3 separate regions of the Zea mays genome follow, and regions 1 and 3 are each linked to region 2. A link is a contact called in public Hi-C data. All regions are on one chromosome and are shown on one strand. The core of a region is the stretch at or near the end of the contact, and the rest is flanking DNA. Distances in the headings are between cores, read along the strand shown.

Evidence for each region. A called contact is a pair of places that touch in the nucleus more often than the background predicts.
Region 1: a contact with region 2 is called in a Hi-C map of tassel, with 2.4 times the contacts expected there. The contact joins the promoter of LOC103638592 here to the promoter of LOC100276479 in region 2. A contact is called at or near these places in 2 of 25 Hi-C or Micro-C datasets (ear and tassel).
Region 3: a contact with region 2 is called in a Hi-C map of tassel, with 5 times the contacts expected there. The contact joins the enhancer-like site here to the promoter of LOC100276479 in region 2. A contact is called at or near these places in 5 of 25 Hi-C or Micro-C datasets (ear, leaf, leaf mesophyll and 1 more).

The regions. Positions count from the first base shown.
Region 1 is chr9:80,657,844-80,661,294 of Zm-B73-REFERENCE-NAM-5.0, forward strand. LOC103638592 (ethylene-responsive transcription factor TINY) reads right to left here and starts at 1,313. Exons shown (of 1, transcript XM_008661467.2): 1 at 1-1,313. The coding sequence starts at 1,169. The coding sequence ends at 441.
Region 2 is chr9:80,424,179-80,427,657 of Zm-B73-REFERENCE-NAM-5.0, forward strand. LOC100276479 reads left to right here and starts at 1,373. Exons shown (of 3, transcript NM_001150257.1): 1 at 1,373-1,504.
Region 3 is chr9:80,246,386-80,249,889 of Zm-B73-REFERENCE-NAM-5.0, forward strand. No RefSeq gene overlaps it. Among protein-coding and RNA genes, the nearest start is that of LOC103638589, 19 kb to the right of the region's middle. Within about 2 kb of position 1,581, at least 13 of the 20 cell types and tissues checked have an H3K27ac peak or open chromatin away from gene starts, as enhancers often do. A contact at or near this core is called in ear, leaf and tassel, where this site is marked.

The sequences.
Region 1 (3,451 bases), core at 63-2,562, 230 kb after region 2:
AACGGAACGACTCCGCTTTATTCTACTATTCAACCAAACAAAAAATAGAGCGACCATATTTTTTATGCCAAACACAGAATAGACCGGCTCTATTTTTAAATAATGGAATGGAATCACTCTATTTTGTTTGACTCTCCAGTACCCTTTAGTTGCTTGCGTCGTTCTCCCACAACCGCCTATCTGTCTTCCATTGACGCGATCGCAATCAGGCTTCGCATGCACATAAAAGACCGTAGAGAAGGAGAAGAGCGCAGCAGAATTGGAAAGGTACCCAGATGCGTCCGTATGTTTGCTACTGCCGTGCCAACGGTACGTACGTAGCAAGCCGTCGTTCGATGCAGATGCTTTCTGAGCTATTAACAAAGCATGCGATTTATATTTATATATACTGCAAAGAGAGCAAAGAGAGAGACGGGCAGATCGATTAGCTAGTTGCGTAGTTAACTACAGGGGTTCCATAAGAACGCACCGAGCTCCGAAGGCATAATGCCGTCTGGCTGCGCCGTCCAGAGCTGGTCCGTGGCGAGCCCGGTCCCGGGCACCATCATCTCCGCGACCTGCGCCGCAATGCTGCCGCCTGCCTGCATCCACGCGTTCGGCTCGTACGACAGCGGGTCGTCGGCGGCACAGTCGTGGAACGACGCCGTCCAGCAGAACACGTCGTCCGACGCCATGACATCCTCGTCGATCAACGGTAGCTCCACGATCTCCTCCAGGAGCTCCACATCGGGGTCGCCTACAACTAACGGCTGCCCCAGCACCTGCTGCGGCGACGAGGACGGCAGCGGCTCCGCCGCGCCCACGGGAACGTCCATGGCGGCGGCGCGCGCGGCCGCGGCCTGCACGTCGCGCGGCGCGGCGGAAGCCGGGCGCGGCAGGGACGCCGCCATCTCAGGGAAGTTGAGCACCGCGCCGCGGCCCTTGACCACTAGCGCGGCGGCGTCGTGGGCGCGCGCCGCCATCTCGGCCGTCGGGAAGGTGCCGAGCCAGATGCGGGACTTCTTGCGCGGCTCGCGGATCTCGGACACCCACTTCCCCCACGCCCGCATCCGCACGCCGCGGTACGCCGGGCTCCGCCCGCCGCCGCGCCTGCTTTTCCGACCCCTGGCAATCTTCTGCACGCTGCCAAGCGGCGACGATGCTGGGCTGGGGACATCCGAGTCCGGCATTGCCGCCAGTGCCACTGCCAGTGCCACCAAGAAGTGAGGCCTGCAGTGTGTGCGCGCGCGGGCAACGGAAATGCTGTGCAGGCCTGCTTGGTGCCGTAAGAGCTAGGCTAGAAGACTTGGTCCAGCTCGGAGATGGGTGTTGATTTGAATGCGAAGCGAAGAGGAGGGGGGGTTTAGTAATGGTTGGTTGGAGCGCACTGACACTGACGGCTCAACAAACTGAACGCTAGCTAGCTCTACTACACTGTCTGTAGATGACGCTCTCTTTTTGCTTGCGTTGTTCCATCTATGGATCCAGTCAATATCTGCCGGCAAGATGAACGGTACGGTGCAATGCAACGGATAAATTTTGAACCAGACCGTTGCAGCACCTTGGATAAAATTGCTCACGATCGCTAGACCACTACATAATCCAGCTATTAATAAGTTAATAATATCCAACTTGAATGAAAAGGTGCAAGGTAAATTCAGTGATGTCATTCATTGGACATCTGTACTATTCTAGAGCTGCACACGAACTGTGTATCTGTATGGCATCCTACACGAAACCGAGGCTACCGAGTCCAGATAATGTACCTGAACGTACACCTCGTCGTCCATTGCTGCGCTTACAATTAGGCCTCCACTCATGGTAATATTTCAGGAAGTGACACGGACTTCGAAGAATTTTCGCAAGAAACAGTGGGATTCCGTTATGGATTAATTCTATGGAATCCGCACAGTTCAAAACTGGGGGTTCATCAGTGCTACAAAGTTTGATGTGATACCACCATATGCACGCGATCCAGAGGCATGACGACTCCATCACTGTCTCGCAAATTTGATTTGGTTACCTCCTTCCCTCATTAACAAACAACTGACAAAAAAATGAGGATTTGATCTGACGCGAACCGTTATTCATTGACAACTGGAAGCGATTTTGATCGGCCGCTGTGAGTTGTTGGTAGTATCCCGTAGAATTGCCAGGCAATTAAGGCGATGATATATAACAACTGGAAATTCATTGGCCGGCCTATGATTGCTGAGTGGGATGCTAGGAGTAACGAAGATCCGTAGCTAACCCTAAGTCCATAAAGCAGTTGATGTAACACACGCAAGAAAGTTGAAGTTATATGGCTACTTAAATGTACGTGCTGTCTAGTAGTTAAATTAGAAATTGCTTTGCTTTTTTTTGTTGCAAAATTTACATGTACGTTCTAAGGCCATTCTTAATGAGTTCCATAGCGATGTTTTCAAAAGCATATAACGCAATAAGATAAACACGAATGAAATAGCAACCCTCAATGATATATATAGTGTCGGTATATCGTGAGTCCATGGCTTTCAATAATTACAGGAAGCCCAGCCACCCTATGTACCACACTCAACAAGGTGCATGCGGCCTGATGTGTCTCCCGCCATACACCAGGTCAAACCTTCCCACGTATGCGTGTAAGTCAAACCCTAGATCAAACACACAACCTCTGCGTGGGATGCACGTCATAATTGTGGTTATGTTTTTTTTGCACAAATGATGTAAATAGTTAATAGAAATAACGTAAATAGTTCATAGACATAGCATAAAAACTCCGCCCAGCCACTGGACCACATCCACACGCGCAGGCGCATACATATATATCCTATTTTTATGGCAGATCCGATAATTATGGCAGATCGTGAGAGTTTACATTGCATGTGTGCAAATTTTGGATGACATTTCCGTTTCCACTGCATGTGCACAAAAACACAAAAAATAGATGGCTCCAAAAATATAGAATCGCTCCAACAGCCATGTAGCTAGGCTCAATATATCCAGTTTATGATATATACGTGTAATACCTAAATTTGTAAATCATATAATAAGAGAATATTCCCTTTATCTATATGTGTGTACCACCTCTAGTTACTATCACATGTGAATAAACACCATCAAAAGGGGATTAACTAACCAATGACACTTAAATAAATCATGCATCATGTTGAACTTTTATGTTTGTGCATTAAATTTTGGCAAGTTTAAGAAAGAGGTGTCAATGTATAAGTTAGAATTTAACCAAAGAAATGCAATTTAGAGCAATGGATGATAAGTTAGAAATGAGACAGAAATAAGATGGCACTACATAAAGCAAAATAATAATAATAAAAGAATAGATTTTTTTACTTAATTGATTCCTTCAATTGTATAATAAATTAAGGACAAATCCACCACAAAATTTGGACTTTGAAGGGGGAAATAAGTTTGAACTTTGGGAAAACAAAACAAGGAAAAAGAAATAAAAAGTATAAAAGAAAAGGGAAAATGC
Region 2 (3,479 bases), core at 123-2,622:
ACCGTGGGTGTGGACGCCTACACTATTTGCTTAAGAGTAGTAGAGATTAAGCATGAGAGTTTTTAAGAGCTATTAACACTAGAGCTGATGCTTGTAGTTGCTATTTGGATGATTTTTATATTAACCACTTTGCTCTACTAAAATATACTTTATAGATAGAATTTTTATAGGTTATTAACACATATAGCCATCTAGATCCTTGTAATTGTGAGCCAAAGCAGTGGAGGACGGAGCAGGTCAAAAGAGGTGTGCATGGCAGCGAGGAGCTGCGTGTGGCGTATGCTCATGATCAGCGTTGGAGTGGTTATAGTGGGTGGGCATATGAGTAGCTTAAGGTTGGGGTACGTGTAGAGAAGAAGAAATTATAGTGAATTGCTATGTAAGTCACGATAGTGTTAAAAAATAGTAAATCTAAAAAAATATTAGGGCTTGTTCGGTTTTATGGCTTTAGAAAAGGATTATATGTCCTTCGATCACACCCAATCCTCAGCAACCAAATGAGTCATTAATGATTCTAGTGAAACTAAGAGTGTGTTTGGTTTGGCTTCTAGCTATAACTTTTGCCTCCCAAAAATCAAAAGCTAAATCAAAGACCTAATTGAGCCAACAACTTTTTTCAAAAAGCCGACTTTCGAGCAGTGCAGAATTAAAAGCACATCTAGACCATATTTTAGTAACTTTCGGACAAAAGAATCTTGTAAATATATGTAAGAATTTTTAATGGCTTCCACTAAACGATTTGTTGTTTTTTACGGCTCACATTTTACAACAATTTTTTTCGTATCTCACAATATATGACAGTTTTTTTATGGTCATAGTCCAACCAAATATATTCTAATTTGTGAAAGATAAAAATGCTATAGATGTGAACCTGTTTTCTTGTCAGTACCCCGTGAAAGATGTGACTAACACGCACATAATTACGCCGCACGCAGTACCATCCTTGTCAAAGCGTTGGCGTGCAGCGTACAGTAGAGTAATAGACCGATGATTGAATCCACCGTACAGTAGAGTAATAGACCGATAATTGAATCCACCGTACAGTAGAGTAATAGACCGATAATTGAATCCACCGTGCAACGCGCTAAGCGGCAGGTACGACGCCTGTCGCGAACGCGGGCCGGCAGGAGCACGAGGGGGGGTCACGAGCGACGAATCCAAGGCGCGACCGCAACCACGCCGCAGGCAGCGGTCCGGCCGCCCGGCCGAGGCCGGCAGCTCATCACGAGTGCCAGATCCAGTCGTGGCCAACGCCAACACAGCGCCCCCTCCCCACGACGCTGAAGTCCCAGATCTAACCACACAGACACAACCCACCACGTCGCCACCACCAACTAACCCATTAATCCATCAACGCCGGTCCTCCACGGTCACGCGGAAGTCACCGCCGCTCTGCCGCGCTCTCCCGTAGTCCCGTACCGCATCGCGTTCTTCGCTGGCCTCGCTGTCGTCTCATCGCCATTGGCGTTTCGCCTGCAGCTGCTCGTCCGCCAGAACCAAGCAGGTTCGTCCCTTCCTAGCCCGCCCGCCGCCTCGACGCTCATCTGAGCTGCGCTCCCCCTCCAACGTCGTACTACTCGCGTGGCGCTTTATCTCGTAGGTCTGAATCGGGCCTCCACCGAGTGTGTGACTCTCGCGCGGACGATTTTGCGTACTGCGTAGCATCCATGCGCGATTACCTGCGCGCTCGCTGCCAAGCGCGCAAATGTGTCCCGCCGCTCGCTTAGCTGATTCCGCGCCGCGTTACATCTGCCTCCTCTGTCTGCTACTCTGCTTCGCTCGTTCTCCAGGGGGACTTTCGTGGACAGCAGTTGTCACTATGTGACAAGGGTCTGCCGGTCTGGAGATGTTTCTGTGCTGAATTTGCTTGTTCCGCACAAGTGGATCGGTAAGTCCATTATTGCAGGTTCCTTTTCTGGGGTTCAAGCAGCATTGCGTTTGGCTTTGGGTGGGTCAGTGGCTGTGACCTGTAATGTTCCAGGCTGCAAATCCAGCAATGAAGATGAAAGTGACATTTCTACAATCATTCTTGCTAAATCCTGTCCGGCTTGCTGCCTATTTCTGGAATCTACCAGCTGACAGTTTGACCCCTTTGGAAACTGCTCATATTTTACTATTTCCACTATTTTTTTATTTGTCGCGTTTTAGTTCAAAAATGGACGACAAATATTCGAGAACGGAGTTAGTACTATATTACTAGCTTCTTCTGTTAGGAGTGATTTCTTCTGTTAGCAGTGGTTTGAAGGGGATTTGGAGGGAATTAAAACCCTTGCTAATAAAAAAATGAATGGAAAGAGATTTAATACCCCTTGATCCTTTTTGATCTCCATGCAATCGAACAAGCCCTTAGTCTGTGTCCTACCTGCTTGCTTTGACATAAGATGCCGTTGTTTGACAAGAATGTTTCTGATGTCTACATTTGGGCCTCAATAACTCAGTTTACATTCTGTTAACTAGCTTGTTTCTGAATTCTGCAAAACATATACTGATCTGGAAACTGCTTCCTGTAGCTGAGAGCATAAATTGCTACCATGTATGCTTTATTGTGCTTGTTGCTTGAAGAAAGGGGCTAAGCAGAGATGCATTCAATACTCCTCCATGAGTGCAACACATAAATTGATATTGAATTCTGTTTTCAGTTACATGGGCTTATTGGCCTTCGAAATGCTTCCTTTTATGTTCAACTTATCAGTTATCACTGTCTCTGTCTCATGTTCCCACATTTCTCTCGTTTTGCAAACAATATTGCATAAACTATTCACCGTCAAAAAAAATATTGCATAAACTATGTGAATCTTTTGCTTTCCCTTGCAATGCTTAGTGATTGTACGTATAGTTGGACATCCGTTCACCAAGACAGAGTCTTTCCTTCTGAACTCATATTTATTCTCTTAGATCTTACTCCCTCCATTCCAAATCTCAATTCTAAGGGTCTGTTTGGTTGGGCCGTGGCTGTGAAAAAAGTTGTTGTGGGCTGTGAGCTATGCAAAAAGCTGTTGTAGGCTGTAAAATGTTAAAAAACTAAAAAACGTTTGTTGGAAACCACTAAAAGTCGTTAAAATTTTTTCAATATATGTTTTCACAGTTCCATCCGAAAATTCACTAAAAGCGGGTCCAGAGGTACTTTCAGATTTGCACTCCGAGAAAGTCGGCTTTTAGAAAAAGCTTCTTCCTGGATCCAGCCATTTGGTTGGTTTTTGGCTTTTAGGGGGGCAAAAGCCAAAGCCAAAATTCAAACCAAACACACCCAGTCATTTTGGCTTTTCTATATACAATGCTTTAACTATGTATTTAGATATAGTGTATATTTAAGTGCACTATAAAAGATGCCCCCTCCATCCCAAAATAAAATGTGTTTTACCTTTTTAGTTGATACATGCAATAATGAATATATTTGTCTTACATATGTGTCTAGATTCATCATCATCCATTTGAACATAGACATAAAATCAAGTATTAAAATGACTAATATTTTGGGA
Region 3 (3,504 bases), core at 331-2,830, 180 kb before region 2:
CCAAATGTTGGAACTTGCTAATCCGGGGACAGCAAATTCTGACAATGAGAGAATGGAAAACAGTTAGATGCCGCTAAACACAAAGCGTTGGGGCAACAGTGTGTTTTTTCCATCCTCCGTAATGGCACAGTGCGTGTAACACCCCAGGTGTTACTGTACGCTTAACGACGAATACAGATGACTACCCAAAATATTTTATGAAGCTCGGACTTTAGTGACCTTCAAAAATGTCGAGTCCGATGCTGTTTAGATTGGTCATGAGCGTGAATGCGGCTTCGGAAAAAAATAGCTCGAGTTTGGTGTTGTATTCATCTCCATAATCTAAACCATTAAAAGGGTTTCATGAACTTTTGGATTACCTAATCTCGTTTGCTGGCGAGAATCGTAAAAATTAGAATGGATTAAATATGGTCTAAAATACCGATGTCATGGATTCAGTCCATTTACACCCTGTCCGAACTCTAACCTTTGAAATCGAATCTGGTTCCGTAAAATCCACTTTGAATTCTCTCGCGCCAGCTTTGCGCGCGTCCCTCTACGGCCTGGCATTGTGACGTGTGGCGAGCGCTAACCGGTGTCTGGACAGCGCACAGCTTCTCGCCCACGTTAACGATGTGTGTCGTCGCTTCCGAAAGAATCACACTTTCGATGCCGCATTGATCTCGCGTATTTATTTCGCGATATGTCAAGTCTTGTGCCCGTTTAAAATTTATAGATTAGAGAATAAGAATTCGGAAGCTCGACCCACTCGGATGATTTTTATCCTGAACAAATTAATTGGAACTCGACGAAAATGGTTTTCAGTCCGAAACAAACCAGACCAGTGTAATTAGAACTGAAAGCGAGTAATTACTGATTAATTTGGTTTAATAATTTATAGAATAAAATGTGTAGCCGTATAGTCGACTCATTATGCATCGCTAAAAATCCAAAAGTTTGAAATATCTACAATGTTCTTTAAATAAAAAATGGGAAATGGAAAAAATAAAAAAATATCTTCTCAGATTTTTTTTCCTCAGCCGATCCTCATCCCCACGCCGCCTTCCCTCAGATTTTTCGTTGCCGCTGCTGTTCTCTTATCCTCCCGTCGCTATCTTTCTCCCTCGGCTCACGGCGCTCCCTCCAGCTACTTCCAATGGCCGCAGTGCGTCCTGTTCGCCCTCCAGCGCTGCGCCCTGCTCCCAGCTCCCTTGCCGTGGAGCTCTCTGCGCGCCCTGCCTCTTCTACGCGCGCAGCTTCCTCGGCTGGCCGCGGTGCTCCTCCAGCCTCCCTCCCATGGCGTGCAGTTCTCTCTTCCCTCTCCACGGCCGCGCCTCCCTCTAGTCTTCAGCAAGCCGCGGCAGCAGCACCCAGTCTCCATCTTCCTCCCCATCACATCCCGCTCCCTCGTTACCAGGTACACGCGCGCGGTCTCCTGCTCGCCGGGATGGCCCTCCTGCTGCCCGCCCATGGCGCCCAGCCGAGGCCCCTCCCTCGGTCGTGCTCGCCCTGGTCACGGCGGCGTCGTCAGCATCCGACCAGGATCGGCCATGGCGAGCCCCCTCCCGTCCCTGCTCCAGTCCTTGTCCTTGCCACCGATTCTCCGTGACGCAGCACCCTATCTAGAGATGGCCAAACGGGCCGCCCGGCCCGGCCCGGCCCGGGCCCGGTGAAGCCCGGCCAAAAACCGGGCCGGGCCTGCTGTGCCATCGTGCTCAAGTTTCTGTCCAAGCCCGGCCCGCAGCGGGCCTAAACGGGCCGGGCCGGCCCGTTTAGCACGAAAAAAACGGGCCGAAAAGCGGGCTAAGCGGGCCGGTAAGCACGTTTTAGTGTAAAAAAACCGGGCTTAACGGGCTTAGAGGTAAACGGGCCGTGCCGGGCTAGCCCGCCGTGCCTAGTTTCTTGTCCAAGCCCGCCCGCTTATTCTACCGTGCCGGGTTCGGACCGGGCCCAAAAAGCGGGCTTCGTGCCGGGCTCACGGGCCTCGTGCTTTTTGGCCATCTATAACCCTATCCCTGCTCGTGCTCGACACGCCAGATCGACAGCCGCCAATCCCTGCGTTCGGCCTCCTTCCACTGCTCGGTCATGGTGTCCGAGTTCTGGGCCGGGGTTGTGCGCGTGGCCTCGTCGGTGGTCGCGAACTCGCCAAACTAGCACCCTAGCCACCAACCTCCGTTCACCTCGACGACGGAACGTGTCACTGCTCCATCCATGGCTGCGAGTCTACCTCCGCCGAGCTGCCAGTCTCTAGCTCCTCCGGCTATTCTGCTCGCTCGACAACTCGTCACCACTGGGTCTACGCCATCGGCTCCTCGTCTGGCTTTAACTTCGTCGTGGCCAGCAGCTTCAATTCTGTGAGCGTCCAACGCCGCCCCCTGGTTCACTCTCTCCGTACGCACATCGCCCTTGTCCCCTGTCCGTGTAGCATATCTCCGCGCTCTGCGTCATCGCCGTCGTTGCTTTTGGAGTTCGTCATGACGCGCTGTCGATGATCTGAGTATAACGGGTGATCTTTGCAAGTTCACCTAGCTTCGTGGTAATTAATTTTGATGGCGATCTGCGTTACTTAGCGCTATGTTTGTTTCCTTTGTGTGTTTGTGTTTCGATGTTGAAGCCGAAGCCAGCGTGATGCTTCTCAGTTATCTATACTATACTTAAAGCATCAGTTTCAACAGTCGTCATGCATTATTTTTTTACAAATAACTCCTCACAGCTATTTTAAATTAATCCGTTGCACGTCTATAGATGTCAAACGACGCCCAACATGGGCTAGATGCACGTGGGCCACAACTGTGGCACATGCACGTCATGTCGGCCTGCTAATTGTGTCGGGCCAGACCGTTAGCCTGTTGATCCATTTAATTAAATCAACGTAACGACGCTCGATACGGGCTAGATGCACGCGGGCCACAACTATGGCACAGGCACGTCATGCCGGCCTGCTAACTGTGTCGGACCAGCTCGTTAGCCCGTTAATCCATTTAATTAAATCAACGTTAAAAAATGGTGCAGGAGGTGGGGTTCGAACCCATGCCCTGATGGAAGAAGGGCGGAAGACACTGGGTGAAACTGTCTAACCAGTAGAACATCACGCTAAGATGTTTTTAATATTGAATATAAATTGTATATAGGTATATACGTTTTTTCTAAAATAAAAAAATAATTGTGTCGGGCCGGGCCAACACTACGGGCTGAGGCTACAGCCCAAGCACGGCACGACGTTCTTTGCTCTTGCAAGCATTAGGTCGTTTCTGAGACCACATTGGCGCAATGGACTATATGGTGTTTGAGGTTGCTGAATTGGATGGAACAGCAATGATTTGTCACACTAACAACAAAATGAAAGGTTATTTGTTGGTTTTAAACGTTAGTAATTGCTACGAAGTAGCGTAATTTATATGGAGCGCATCCAATTTTTATTGATGCCTGACTTTAGCAATAACTCCATATTTTGATCTATCTTTTTTATAAGTTTAACTTCATAGGACTTATTTTATAAACTTGATCTCATAAACTTTCTCATAT